Linked DNA regions of Mus musculus: region 1 is linked to region 2. The links are chromatin contacts, called in public promoter capture Hi-C maps. All regions are on one chromosome and are shown on one strand. Each heading gives the region's core, a stretch centred on a gene start, on an enhancer-like site or on the middle of the called end of the contact. The rest is flanking DNA. Distances are from core to core; before and after follow the strand shown. Region 1 holds the start of Gbgt1 (globoside alpha-1,3-N-acetylgalactosaminyltransferase 1). Region 2 holds the start of Ppp1r26 (protein phosphatase 1, regulatory subunit 26).

Region 1 (3,105 bases), core at 134-2,633, 50 kb after region 2:
GTCACAACTACACCACAGGAAACAAGTAAGATAAACAAGACCAACACAGGGCGTCCTACACGCGATTTCCAGAGACGCCTGATACTGTTTGTACCAGGCAATTGCTGAACCCTAGCAGCTGCTGGGTTGAGAAGGACCGTTTCTGATCTAACCTCCCAGCGTGACTCGGAGCGCCCTCCAGCGTCCTTTGGCCCATGACACTGACACGTCTGCCCGTCACAACAGCAACCTGGATGGGGTCTCCTAGAAGACACCAAAACCTGAGACCAGTCCAAAACCAAACCTGAAACCTGAAAACCAGTTGTCCCCTTCCAGGACTTAACAGATACAGACTGTGGATGCAGACAACATGAAACAGAAAGTAACACAGACCTGCTCGAGCATACCTCTGATTTCTTCGCCAATTGTGGGTCTGGGGGCGCACAATCTCGCTGGGGCCTCCAATTGTTGGACCCCAGGGGCCCAAGTGTTGAGAACGCGACCCCCAGAAACACAGCTTGACGACAGGTCGCTGCAATGACAAGAGGTTTTTATTTCGTAGCACGTGGGGTTGCTCAGCCTCGCAGGGAGAGTCAACCACGATTGTCAAAAGTACAGCTTTTTTATACTCTTTTGAAGGGCGGTTACACAGCTATATTATTATTGGCTAGCAAAGCAACAGTATATTTTTAATTTTAGTGGTCAGCTATTGATGTGCCAGAAACTTTGTCAGCAAGGTCGGTTTACCTTAGAATTCAAACTGAGGCAGGGGTCCCAAGGACTGATATTTTTGTCATGGCTAATTCTTGAGAGCAGCTAATCTTGCTCTGGCAGCTGTGGTCATCATGACCGCTAGTCAGTCCCTCCAGATGGGGAAGGGGCCGGGTGGTCTTGAACTTGTTTACATTGGCAGGGAAAGGGAAAATTCTTGAAGCAGCAGGGGGAAGGGAGAAGCTCTGCAAACAGCTTTGGTGCACATTAGCCAAGCTAAAACTATATTTCTTCAGACTAAGAAGAGACAGGGCCTTGGCCAGATTCAGAGACTCTGGTTCTCCCTTTCCTTGACTTTCTGAAAGTTTTTCTCCAAAATCATACCTCACATCTCAGCCTGTGTTGGGAGACCTACCATCCCTGCCTAGGAGCTGTACGTTCCGCAGGCTGGGTTGGATTTAGAAGAACAGAGAAGTTACTGACAAGGTTCAAGCACAGGCAGGGCAAGGCTGAAGGCATGGATGGGTGGGACTCAGGTGGCTTTCAGATCTCTAGGTACTTGCCTGCTCCCAGACTTACTTTGCTCCGCCCCAAGGACCAGGAATCCTGCTGTGTGCTGGGTTGGGCCTGGGGGTTGTGCTCTGGGAAAGAGTCCAGTTCCTGTTTTCTGGGCTGAGGTTTGCTCCTCCTTCTGTCCTAAAGCTTGGTCAGCCCAAAGGGAGTGGTTCTATAATCCCAAAGACAGTCTCATCTGCTCTGCCCTACCCGACTGGGTCCTTGCACCGTACCCCACCGCAGCCGCTGAGGAGGAGGAGGAGGAAGAGGAGGAGGAAGTCCCAGTGCCAGAACAAGCTGGACAAAGTTCAGGTACTCCTCTGCAGCCCCAACTTCTGGGTTGGACCTGCAGGGTTTGGGTCTGAGTTTGTCATCTGCTTCGCAGTTCTGTGCAGCTCGAGTCTGAGCCTGAGGCTAGTGAGGCAGAAATGGTGAGCTGGGAAGGGAAACTGGGGTCCCAGGGGGCAAGAGAGGGCAAGAGAGGGCAAGAGAGGGAAGGCAGAGCCCTAACCTCCAGGACTCCAGATCTGGGAACTTTCTCCGATTTCAGGCTTACCACACTCTCCTCTCCTTGGCCTGGAGCGTTATCTCATCTTCCCCCAACCCTTTGGTGGTGAAGAATCACCAAGCAAAAGGTCTTTGAGCCAGATTGCTTAAGCACCTTCTGCCTGTGTCACAAAGCTCAGACCCCACCTCTCCCAAGTGGCCAGAAGTAGCTTTAGGAAATTAAGGGTTTGCCTCCATGAACTTAAGTCCCTGGGGACACTGTCCCAGTCCGTTGCTAGGTGATTCTTTGTCGCCCTGTTGATGAATGGGCAGAGCCTAGACATAGACCACTGCCTGGGGATGACATCCTAGCTGCCACTGAGCTCCTGGCCAGCTGAAAGAGGGAAATAATTGGAACATTTCTTTGCAGGCGTTTCTAAGACCTCAAGTGAGGTAGGCCCAGAGCCTGACAGACCTAAGGCCCTAGGGGTTTCTGAAAGTGCCCAGTTTCTATTCTGCACCCAGTGATGACCCGCCCAAGACTGGCCCAGGGCCTAGCGTTCTTCCTGCTCGGTGGCACAGGTCTCTGGGTCCTGTGGTGAGTTGCTACTTGGAATCTCTTCCATGCCCTTCTCAGTTCTCCTGCCTCCTAAATGTGATAGTCAACCAGTTCCTCAGGACCCATCAACTCTCGAGGCTCAGGATCCTCCAGCCTCAGGAAGGCTAACTAGTTTTGGCTTTTGTGTTTTGCCATGGTTTGGGTTTTCCCAGCCTTTTATTTGCCATGTTTTCTGCCTAGACTGTCCTTCAAACCATGTTGATAAGAAACCCTGTTCATGTTCCTAAAGTAACCCCTATTGGCCTTGTGGGGGAGTTATGGCCACTGCATGTCTCCTTACCGTCTGTCTGTGGGAAGCCATGCTTCAAGGACCTAGTCATACCATGAGTGACTAGCTATGTGGACAAAAAGACAGCTACACACTAGGCCCTATGCTAGATATGGGTCCTTACTCTGCAGTCAACTGCCATGGAGTGACAGGACTCTTTACCAAATGAAGGTCTTTGCTCCTAATGAAGTGCACAAGTGAGGCCATCCTTTAAGGTAGTATAGCATTTAACAGGTGTTTTTCTTTCTAGGAAGTTTATCAAGGACTGGCTGCTGGTCTCCTACATACCCTATTACCTCCCCTGCCCAGAGTTCTTGTAAGTACTGGATAAGAGAATTTGGCTACAGTGTGGGGTGACCATATTTGGAGAGACAGGAAATCTTTTAGGTTGATGTTGTCTAAGGGGACCTGTAGCCTTAACTTATGGCTCTGAGCAGTGCTCCTTAGAGCTGCCGTAGACTCGAGCTGAGAACCGGAGATTCCAGCC
Region 2 (2,997 bases), core at 201-2,700:
AGATGTAAGCTCTCGGCTATCGCTCCAGCACCATGCCTGCCTGTCTGCTGCCATGCTCCCTGCCATGGTGGAATGAACTCACCCTTTGAAACCGTAAGCTTAATAAACTCTTTCTTCTATAAGTTGCCTTGGTCATGGTGTCTCTTCACAGCAGTAGAAAATAACCAAACAGTCCTCATCTCTGAAGGGCACCTGCCAAGTGTCAGCACCTCGCATCTCTCCCAAGCAGACTACTGTCTTCTAGGCATTAGACCAGGAGACATACACAGAGTGGCTTCAGGGACACCCAAAGGTGTTTCTCACAACACTAAAAGCATTCCAAAATAGGCCTACAGCTACATCTTGGTGATGGTATTATTGGTTGTGTAATTCTCTCTAAATGTTCATAATATTACTTCATAGTGACAAAAACTCAGGCCAGGTGTGATGGCACTTGCCTTTAATCCCAACACTCTGAAGACAGAGGCGAGTGGATCTGTGTAAGTTTGAGGTCAGGCTCATTTATATAACAAGTCTCTAGGGGTTTCTCCTGTCAGATCCCTGGCACTCTCTAATCATTTCCTCTGCCTTATCAGACAGGGTGAGTGCCTAGGGCCGGGGGTGAGCCTGGCTTGTTCCCTGACATGATCAATACAGAATCTCCAGACATGTCTAAAAAGTAAAAGAAAACTAGGGAGATTTCCGACATCACATACAGTGTGCCACAGAGCCAAGAAATTCCACTGTATAATCCTGACCGCGTTGGCGGAAGCTAGTCCTATCCCACCTGTTCCTAAGACCACTGGTGTGAATGTGGAGCAAGGTCACCCTGCATGACTCCTGTTGCTTAGTTCTCCTCAGCCTCAGGGTTCCTATCTTTAAGCACACTCTAAGATCTGGCTAAAGTGGGGAGAGGGGGCATTGTGCATAGACATATAGAAGCGTTCTACAATGTAAAGGGACTTGGGTAGCCCAGAAGGCCCCGCGGTGTCCAGAGCAGGCAAACTAAGCACAATCTTGAGCTGGGTGCAAACTGCAGGCAAGGAAGCACACCTTTGCTGTGTTTGAGGATAGGAAGGGCAACTGTGAGCAGATGCCAGGCACGCGGGGGCCACTGGATCTGGACCAAAAAGAAGGTATGTGCGAGGGTCCGGCCGCCCTCCTTCTCTTCACGGCCACGCCTCTCGCCGTGGCCAACTTGCCGACGCGCGCGACCTCCTGAACCCCTGGGCTGCGCACGCTCTCGGCGCCCGGAGCTGCGCCAGGCCCCGGGTGGGAGGACAAGGAGGGTCCCCGCGCAGGCTCCGAGTCCCGCGGGCGCCGCGGCCGTTTCCAAGCTGCCCCATGCGCTCCTCCCGCGCGCCGTGCGTGTCCGAGCGCGGGCGCTCGCAGTGCAGGTGGGCGCGCTCTCGCGGGCGGGGGTCCGGCCGGGCCGCGCGCCTCCCCCGGAACTCGGCCGTGCCATTCCCATGATGCCCAGCCACCGGGCACGGCTTCCGGAGCGCGGTCGCCGCCGCCGCGGGTAGGTGGCGGGAGAGACGGCCCGGGGTGGGGGGTGGGGGTCGCCCCGCCCCTCGCCGCGCCGGCCCCGCCCTCCTTTCCCGCGCTCCCACGGCGCGCCGGGCCCCTGAGTCCCCGCGGGACTCCGCGGTGGCTGCGGGCGCCCGACCGAGGGAGGGCGGGGCGGGAGTGTCCGTGCTTCCCCGCTCTCCGGGCCCGGCGCCTCCCGGGACGCGGGGCGCAGGGCGGGCAGCTGGGCTGGCTTCGTGGTGCAGGCCGCGGCGTGCAGGGTCCGGATCGGGTTGGTGGCTGAGGCTGGTGTTATCACGGGAGAGGGTCCCGGCCCCCGGGAGGCGCCTCTCGCGGATGCCTGGCGCTTGTTGCGCCCTGCGTTCCTCGAGAGCCAGCGGGCGCCGGGCGGGCCCAGGTGTGGCTCAGGTGAGGGGCGGGCTCCCGGTCACTGAGGCCGGCCTGGCCTTCAAGGCTGCCTTCTCGACCTGCCACGAACAGCTTCGAGACTCCCGGATTCCCTAAGCCTGGGATCCCAGAAAATTACTCGGGGGGGATGGATGGATGGGGGCACAGACCAGCCGGAGGCCCTGCCACTGACTGGAGAAGGGTTGGCATTAACCTGCTGAAGACCAGACTGCGGCTCCCTCTCAGACAGTGAGAAGAGCAGTCAGTACTCAGGCAGCAGGGGGATCTGTCTCCCCTTGCTTCCAGCACTGTGCACAGGGATTGGCAGTCACAACAATTTTTCTGGGGGCCGAATCTTGTCAGCACCTCTGGCTCCTAAGGACCAAATCTTACCCACACCCACTTTAAGTTGGAGTACAGGGCCCTCTACATCATAAGTTAAGTGCAGAGTCCATGCTGGGGGGGGGGGGGCAGAGAGGGGTGATGATTGTACCCACAACCACCCTGGAAACCTGATTCCCAGAGCCTCCAGTTTAAAGCCCCAATTCTGGCTTCAGCTCACATTTCTAACTGTGAAGTTCATGGTTCTCCAGAGTGACAGCTCCCAAGATTGACCAGGTAGCTGGACCAACAACCATTAAGACTGTCAGAGGAGCTCAGTTCTGGGTCCATCGTTATAAGCTGTGAGCAGGTGAGTGGAAATAAACTGATTTATTCCCTCGGCTCTGCACCTGCTGTCATGTTAAGATATTAATGTTACTCACCCCATCCCACCCTGCCCTGCCCCAACGGGGAAAGCACTTTTTGTTGTGTTTACTTTGGTGGGTTGAGACAGCATCAAGTAGCCCAGATACTGTCTTTGAACTAGATAAGGAACCAGTACTAGCCTTGAACTCCTGATCCTCTGGCCTTCACCTGAGATTAAGGCATGCATACCCCACCACACCCTACTCGATTCAGACCCTTCACAGTTAAGCCCTGCAAATGTTACGTGATTTCTATAGTATTGCAGTTTGAACACCACCTACAGCAAAGAAGCGGTAGGTCCTCCAGCCAGTGAAAGCAGTTACTCTTCCCTTTAGTTCCCACTGCCTTGTGCCT

The links. Capture Hi-C pulls out chosen DNA fragments and counts their contacts.
Region 1: a promoter capture Hi-C map of adipose tissue shows a contact between it and region 2. The contact joins the promoter of Gbgt1 here to the promoter of Ppp1r26 in region 2. A contact is called at or near these places in 2 of 39 promoter capture datasets (liver and macrophages), 1 of 484 Hi-C or Micro-C datasets (8-cell embryo), 2 of 115 datasets of contacts at active chromatin or transcription factors (both in embryonic stem cells) and 3 of 9 other capture datasets (adipose tissue, liver and pancreatic islet).

The regions. Positions count from the first base shown.
Region 1 is chr2:28,495,508-28,498,612 of GRCm38.p6, forward strand. It overlaps Gbgt1 (globoside alpha-1,3-N-acetylgalactosaminyltransferase 1), which reads left to right and starts at 1,384. Exons shown (of 7, transcript NM_139197.2): 1 at 1,384-1,557; 2 at 2,162-2,329; 3 at 2,869-2,934. The coding sequence starts at 2,259.
Region 2 is chr2:28,445,396-28,448,392 of GRCm38.p6, forward strand. Ppp1r26 (protein phosphatase 1, regulatory subunit 26) reads left to right here and starts at 1,451. Exons shown (of 4, transcript NM_001005420.2): 1 at 1,451-1,501; 2 at 2,490-2,587.